2 separate regions of the Anas platyrhynchos genome follow, and region 2 is linked to region 1. The links are chromatin contacts, called in public Hi-C maps. All regions are on one chromosome and are shown on one strand. The core of a region is the stretch at or near the end of the contact, and the rest is flanking DNA. Distances in the headings are between cores, read along the strand shown. Region 1 holds the start of ANKH (ANKH inorganic pyrophosphate transport regulator). Region 2 overlaps ANKH (ANKH inorganic pyrophosphate transport regulator).

Region 1 (4,133 bases), core at 679-3,178:
TATCACAAAGAAATTAGTTACTGACAATAGAGTTATCTAAAACCAAATACAATCTCAGGAAAATTAATGCTTTGGAATATATCCAGTTTTGTCTTCAAAAGCTATTAACTTTGTCCAAAGAAAGGGCCCACCTACATGGATCTTCTGCAGCCTTGCACATAAGCCTACACACAGGCTCTGTCTAAACTGACGGGTATGTAATCCAGCTTGGTGCGAACGAACAAGTGAAGCAAAGGAGCTGGCACTAAGGCCTTTATCTCTACACTGGAGTTTCTACTCCAGCCTAACATAAGCCTGGTTGCTTGGACTCAGTGCTCCCCATCACAGCCACAATCTGAAGCTGTCCTGTGGACCAACCACTGGTTCAAAACCTCATGATCCCCAGCAAGGTCTAGAGATGATTAGATACCTCCCTTGAACAGAGCTTACAGTTTACTTTCTTTGGAAAACAAATTAGTTTGCACTTTTCAACACCACCCTGAAAAATAATCACACAACGTTCACATGGATGCAACCACAGGCTGTGCTGGGGCACTGAGCTCTGGATTTATTCTCCTGTTGATGCTTCAGGGGCATACTGTTTGCCGAAGGATAAAGAGGGGGATCTTCCTCTGGAAGACGAAGATAATCATGCTGTTAATTCAAAGACACACTTACACAATTACAAACAACTCTTGCTCCACGCTTCTCAGTTTGTTGTCCTCTGCTTTACACTGCTCCACTGCCTCATCCCCATGACACCATGCCTGTGGCATGTTAATTGATCTACAAGACAAATTCAGGTTTGCACCCTCACAGGGCTCATAAACATTTTGAGTTTGATCTTGCGTGTCCATAAGGAAGGCTGGGCCACATGTCTGTGTATGGGCTACTACTAGGTGTGCCAAACTCCAGCTGTAGGAGGGATAAAACCTCCAGCGACAACTGAGGCTGGCTTTGCCCCAACCCCACCCCACAGCAAGCCATCTGCCTGTTAAGGATCTTCAGAGCTCGCCTCCTGTTGACTCTCCAAAATATGTGGAATGGCTCTCGCTCATGTGAACATTTTAGCACAAGTCTTATGGTCAGGAAGGCTGCCACCACTCCCCCACTGGCCACCGCCCTCCTGAGGAGCAGGGACATTTTAGGCTGCACGTGACTTTGGCCTTCCTGAGATACTTGCCAACCCTCCTTTTTAAGCTTTGTCGCCTTGAGATGTGAAAGGTGATATCATCAGGCTGAACGCTACAGAGGAACTCAATTACAAGGAAACCCCCAAATCCCCCTGCAAGATTTAAAATGCTGAAAAACTTCCGCAAAGTGTTCAGAAGGGCTTTGTTTTCCTCCTCCCACACCTTGCACTGAAAGGGCCTCTCAGTTTCCCAAGGCTGTGGCTCAGAAAGCCACGCCAGGACCCTCGTGCGTGCAGGGCTGGGCCACGAACGCTTTCCCCTTGCCCAGATCTCAGGCAGAGGCTTTGGATAGCAAACAGATCACGCTGGCCAACATTCTCCATTTATTTATTTCGGGTGTTTTATCAGACAAAAGCCACGAGCATGGCTGGCTACGGCCCCACAGCTTTCCTGTAGCTCTCCAAGTGCCCCTGCATGAAGCCTGAAGGACCTGGAGGAGCCTCCAGCTCTGTTTCTACCCGGGCTGTGCCCCCCGCCTCAAAATGGCACCGGGCGGGCGTAGGGCGGCCGCAGACCCGCTGGGAAGGCGACGTTTTTGGGGGGTCAGCCCCCTCCGTGCCCCTCTATCCGACAGGTGCCGGGGCCGGGGCAGCCCGCCGGGCTCTCCTTCGTCAGGAGGAGCCGCTCGGTGCCGCTCTCTCCCCCCGAGCCTCCGGCAGCACAGCCCGTGTGTCACAGACACGTGCCTCGGGACAGCGGCGCCGCCACCACCGCCCCGCACCGGGCCCCCCGGGGCGGCGGGGAGGAGGAGGAGGAGGAGGAGGAGGAGAAGGAGGAGGAGGAGGAGGAGGAGGAAGAGGAGGGCGGCGTTTCCCTGCGCGGCGCTGCAGCCGTCGCCCTGCCGCCGGCGAGCGTCAGGCGGAGGGGGGGGGCTTGCTCCGCGCCCTTCCCCTTGCCCCCTCGCCCCGAGGATGGCAGCGCTGCCCGCAGGAGCGGCCGGCGGTGTCCCTCCTCTTTTTTTTTCCGGCGGCGGCGGCTCGCTGTCGTGTGGGAGGAGGGCAGCGGGGATGGACTTGATCTGCCGGGCGTGCTGCTGAGCCGGCACAGACAGCACCCGGCAGGGCCGCGCCGCGCCGCGCAGCGCCGGGCAGGGAGGGACCGTGCCGGGGGGCTCGGCGCTGCTCTCGCCGCACCGACACGCAGCCACCCTCCTCCTCCTCCTCCTCCTCCTCCTCCTCTTCCTCCTCCTCCTCCTCCTCCTCCTCCTGCGCCCTTTCATCCTTCCTCGCCGCCGTCCCCCCTCGCCCGTCTCCCGCCGCGGCAGATGCGCTTGGGGCCCCCGCGCAGCTGGGACTATGGTGAAATTTCCAGCGCTCACTAACTACTGGCCCCTCATCCGCTTCCTCGTCCCGCTGGGCATCACCAACATCGCCATCGACTTCGGGGAGCAGGTAAGGCAGCCGAGCCGAGCCCAGCCGGGCCGGGCCGGGCCCCGCCGCCCTCCCCCGGCTCCCCCCTGCGCGCAGCCCGGGGGCTGGGGCTGGCTGCAGGGAGGGCGACTTCTACCTAAATATATATTTTTTTTTCTCCCCAAGATTATATAATAAATTACATAATGTGTTCGGCCGGGTCTTGCTTTATTTATAATTTTATTATTATTATTTATTATTATTGTTATTATTATTACTATTTTTCCCCTCCCCGTGCCCACCGCAGCCCCGGCGCGGCGGTGCCGCAGCGGCGGGGTCCCCTCTTCAGCCGGGGGGGGGGGGCAGCTCCGCATCCCCCCGGGGCCGCAGGTGAAGCCTCTCCCTGCCTCCCCCCTGGCGCACAGGGCCCCCGCCGTGAGGGAGAGCACGGGGGGAAGCACGAATTAGGTTTGGGATTGATGCCCTCGCCCCCTCGGCCCGAGGTTTTCCGTAGGGATGCTTGCTTGGCGTAGCATCGCGATGCGGAGAGCTCGCTGGGCGCTCCCTCGGGTGCTTATGACAGGTAAGGGCCCGGTCCTGTGTCAGGCAGGCATACACATGTATAGGGGCTCCCTTTATAATAGCGCACAATGCACTGAGGCTCCTGCACAAGCGTTAAGATGGGCAGCCACAGTAAGTATTGCATCTCGTGTCACTTTCTGCCTTGTCCTAAATCACTCAGTTTTGCTGAGCAGCTCTTGCTTTCTAACCAGAATAGGCACATGCTCCCTTGCTCTGTAAGCAAAGACACCAGAAAACGAGCGCGTACTTTCACCGATTTGTAAAGAGGAAAATCGAAGGACAGATGTTGCGGTAGGAAAAGCAGTAAACATCAACCATGTGTTTATCATGGCTGTCCTAATATAATTTTTCTCCCTTTAAATTTGAGTAAACCATGATATTAAAAAAAATGCAATTCCATCTTTGTCTAACAACTACGTACTTTCCTAGTAAGCCAGTCTTCTATAAATCACAGCTGGGGGAAAACAAGGGAAACAAAAGGTAGAGACAGCAAGGAAAACGGGGCTTAAATGCTGGTAACTATGTCATATTAAAAACATAACAGAAGCTAAATGGAAAGCAGTTTATTTAGCAAATGTGGTATGACAGGTGCATGTATGCAGTTTACTTCATACAAGGTCAGCTTAGTTCAAAATCCTTGTCAAGCTCTTAAAAACATCCCATCAACTTCAGAATGCTCTAGAGTAGAATTTGAAAAATTAGCAAGTAAAAGATTGCAATTTTATAAACGAGGGCCCTTCAGTCTGATCTGGAACGAGTTACATGGCAGGGATGTTAACATGTGGATGTTATTTACCTATCTTATCTAACTTTTACAGCATCATGGAGAAAATGTCTCAGAAATTGGTTTTTGTTTGATAGCCATGTCATAGGTTGGGATTGGCCCCTCTGGGGGAGTTGGGGTATCTGCTGTCTCAGATTACTGGGTGGGTAGGTGCTTAATTAAAAAGGAAGAAAAAAAAAAAAACAGCAGGGAGACTCCTGCAGAAAACCTTTAGTCGGGAATGGAAACTGGAAAGATGGTTTTCAT
Region 2 (4,133 bases), core at 1,103-3,602, 88 kb after region 1:
AAAATACGGTAGTTAAACTTCCTTGGCCTTTTAGATTCTCTACATTCTTCCTGAAAAAATGGAATGGAATGAGACACTCATTTACAAACCATATTAATCTCTCCTATTATTAGGGTTTGACTACTCTGTAGTTTCTGTCTTACTAGAAGAAACAGGTTGGCTGCACCATGGAAGACAGGAGTCACTTACGTTGATTTCTTTCATGCAGGCAGTAAAATCTGTGAGATTATCAGTGTCCGCTATGCTTGACCCAAATTATAACATTACACAGCACAAATTACTCTGTAGAAGCTGACTAGATAGCTTGAAAAATAATTGATTTTTTTTCAGTGCATCACACTATCAAATCATAGTTTAATATTTCTTATCCCCATTCCTCTTGCACAAAATGTATAGTAATTGCACTTCATAGTACATTGTCTGGTTTGTCCAGATTAAAGCAGTGGTTCATCCTCCGCTGTCCAAGGTTATGCTTACAACTCTCCTTAACAGATTTTCCCCAGATATCTTCTTCTCTGCTTGGGAGAATAATTAATTGCCACTTCATACTGCTAAAGATCCACTGCAGTGTTTTTCTCCATTCTGGATAGTTGTTCCCATGTTTTATTGCTTGCTTTCAGGAGTACCTTCTTATAACAAACCAGGACTTAGTCATGGTTAGTGAGTGGCTTGAAGAAACATTACATTTTCTGTAGAATCAAAGTACTGTGCAGTGTTACTCAACTTTCCACTTAGTTATTGATCCCAAGTTTAAAGATGAATGAAGGGAAATGTACGTCAGAATCACATTTTGCTGCCACCGTATATACCTGCAACTTGCAGTGTGATAAAAAGCAGCCAAATGTTTAAGCCATTGTAGAGGCCACTTTGTTCAAGGTTCATTCATTTTTTCCTATCTTTTATTGGTGGCCTTCATCTTACGTCTCTGCATTGCTTCTTTATCAACGGTTGCAACCGGGCTTTACTACGAGTCATGGGCTAATAGAGCTGAGGCAGTAAAATCTGCAGGAAGAAATGTCACAGTAAGAACCAGGTCCCCCTCGGAGGACACAACCCCAGCTGCTGACAGTGCCAGTATCTGAAATTCTCTGGGTGACTGGGTTCATCGTCATTATCTCTAATGAGTATACAAAAAAAGGCAATAAAAAAAAAAGGAACAGATTTCCCCCACACTCCCCTGCCTTATTTCATCAATGGCTTAATTACAGCCTCATTATATTGAGGAGACATCACATATCCTATCTAGGATCTTTACACTAAAAAAAAAACAAAAAAAAAACCAACAAATTTTAAGACATAATCCACATTCTTTTTACTTTACTATCAACCATTATATGCATGCCAAGGACAGCTTTCAGAATAATGCCATCCATCCAGCGAATGAGTTTGTTTTCACTGCTTTTAATTTTGATCTTTGAACTCCCAGATGCTTTTTTATCTTCAGGCTGCTGGCACAAATATAACAATTTGGAAATGACATATTGGCTGACAGTCACTCAAGAAGGTTTTTACCTTTTCAGTCAGGTTTAGTTCCTGCTTCAGTAAAGATCATTTCACACAACATGAACAGAAGCATTCCTGCCTACTCAGGAAGATGTTGGACCACCAGAAGCTGACTTTATAAAATCCTCACGAGCAAGCCAAGGGCCTTGTCCCATCCGTGGTACCGCACTGAGCTTTTGTTCTGGAACAAAGGATTTCTGTTTGGTTCAGTGAAGTGGAGACTGATGTCTTCTTCATCATTGTTCAGGTTTCACACAAAGAGTCTATTCTGCATGAATGGCTGGAGCAAGCAGAAAAGGGTCAAAAATTGTCCCTGCAGCATGTTTCTGCTCAAGCATTGTAACCATGATAGGAAGCAGCAAGTGCTGCAGAAAATTTAGGACAGAAGAAAATGGCTAAGTTGTGTCAAAAGTATTCAGAGTCTAGGAATCTGCCAGCTTTGGTTTGTTCAAGCTTTCTTAAGGCGTCGCTATGCCTGGTAAATCATTCTGCATTCTGTAAAAACTACAGCAGGATTCAACAGGCCAATACAATGACTATCTTAAATGCTGCAGTGACCCAACCCTGCCTGAAAAATACTACCCAGGTATTTTCAGCAGCAGTTGGTGGGGAGGTACATGTGCCATCATCTTAATGCTGTCAGAGGATCAGGGTATTGTGCAGCTGCTGGACCTAGCTTTATTTCTGAAGAACGATGTGCTTCATCACTCTGAATTATAAGAAAAGTTGGGGGAGGCAGGGGAAGACTTAAATCTGCAGAAATCAATTATTTCCAGGGTTAGATGTGAAGTTACAGTTTTCCTGCAGGCAGGGTCTGGTTTCTTGTGCTCCCCCTGCTGCTTGGCAAATTTTATGACAGCTGATTTCTGCTTTACAACACCCTTCACAGAAAACAAAGTTCACAGAAAACTATACTGACCTGCAGGTACCTGAGGGGTAATTGCTATAAGGGAATGTCTTTGTGATTCAAGTCATTACCATTCTGATAAACAGCTTTCAGATATGTCTGTGGTCTGACATTTTTGCTGCACACAGATCTAAGGCTTTTTGCTTCATAGGATCACGGGATTAGTCATGTTGGAAAGCCCTCAGGAGTTCATCCGGCCCAGCCTCTGGCTCAAAGCAGGTCAGCTGTGAGGTCAGGGCAGATCTTCCTTCGAGCTTTACCCAATCAGGGCTTGAAAACTATACTGAAGAAAAGGACCAACCCTCCAGTCCACTTCAGAATTAAAAGACAAACGAGCATATCACCATGTTATATCCCAACAGCTTGTTGTATAAGGAGAAGCTTAATCACCTCCCTTTGGACTGATCACACTTTCTTTTTCCTAAAAGGCATCAGAGAACCCCTCGAAACTGCAGGGGCTGGGTGAAAACTGCTTTCTAACATGATGTGCAGCCCACATGGGATAGGATTCTGCAGGCCTGTTCTGTTAGGAGCCCAGGTTTGGTATGCAACAAGCTTCCATAGCAAGCCAGTGACGTTGGCCTCTGATCTTGTACCATGCACAGAAATTTCTGCACAACTTCCAAAGAATTTGATGATAGCTTGTAGCTGTATGCTTGAAAAACAAGCCTGTAAAGACAGGAGGCTTTTACCACTTCATTATTTTCATCTTAAACTCATTCATGATTTCCTGTCAACAGGGAATAATGTCTTTATGATGAAATATATATATATATTTTTGACCACAGTAAAACATGAAAACCTTTATAAACCTTTATTTGTAAATTGATAAGTGGTTGGGTTTCTTTTTTCTTTATAAGAATCCCATTGAATATTTTTCATGTTCAACTACTTGAGAAACTGCATGGTAGAATGAGTGCTTCAGGAGGTATTAGGAAATTGTGTTCTGTTGCATAGCTACATTCAACATGAAAACACATTCCAACTAGAGCTTGGAAGATGGGTGTAACTAATTTACAGTAACTATTGCCATTGCTTCAGTACTAGTAGTTAATTATTTTTTTTACTGTCCATGATAAACATACAGAAGAAGAGTGCTATTTTCTGTAATGTTAAGATGCTAGAGTTAATTTTTGAAACAAGTCCTGGTACACAGACATTTAGGGGACTAAAGTTTCAAGGTCAGTGAAGGTATAGATTTATAATGGCCAGAAGAACAGCACTAAGCTCAAAATTGGGTGGTGTTTTTTTTTTACCCCCCAAAATCTTGCAAATTAAATGTTGATCAGAGGAGTCAACTCCAGTTTATCCACGCAGATTCGAGTTGGAACAGGACATTCTTTTGACTGCAAACATATCTACAAGAACAGCTCATCCCTTAAGAGTGATACAGGCTCTTTAATGAGATACAATTATAGAAGCTCTGTTTGTATGAGAAAGGCAGAGGCCATGGAGATGTTTAGTAGTTCAGGAGATCGGACTATGTAAGACTCTGGGTACCTTTTAGATCTGTTTATAGCACACTTCAAAAGTCAAAAAACATGTGGCATTCTTCCATATTAATAAAATTGATAAATTTAACTAATATTGTTCCAAAAAAAATCAAAGATACAATTCAAAGCTGAAATGCATAATAAGTTGTAAAGTACATTTATTCAGCCCTCACTGGGTGTCTCGTACCATAAGAGGTCACAAGAGGTCATGAACAAGGTTTGGGTTAAAT

What was found. A called contact is a pair of places that touch in the nucleus more often than the background predicts.
Region 2: a Hi-C map of liver shows a contact between it and region 1, with 2.9 times the contacts expected there. The contact joins the enhancer-like site here to the promoter of ANKH in region 1. A contact is called at or near these places in 2 of 8 Hi-C or Micro-C datasets (liver and skeletal muscle).

The regions. Positions count from the first base shown.
Region 1 is chr2:88,597,179-88,601,311 of IASCAAS_PekinDuck_T2T, forward strand. It overlaps ANKH (ANKH inorganic pyrophosphate transport regulator), which reads left to right and starts at 1,929. Exons shown (of 12, transcript XM_027451625.3): 1 at 1,929-2,563. The coding sequence starts at 2,468.
Region 2 is chr2:88,685,204-88,689,336 of IASCAAS_PekinDuck_T2T, forward strand. All of the region lies in intron 8 of ANKH (ANKH inorganic pyrophosphate transport regulator), which reads left to right. Among named protein-coding and RNA genes, the nearest start is that of OTULIN, 39 kb to the right of the region's middle. Within about 2 kb of position 2,353, at least 1 of the 8 cell types and tissues checked has an H3K27ac peak or open chromatin away from gene starts, as enhancers often do.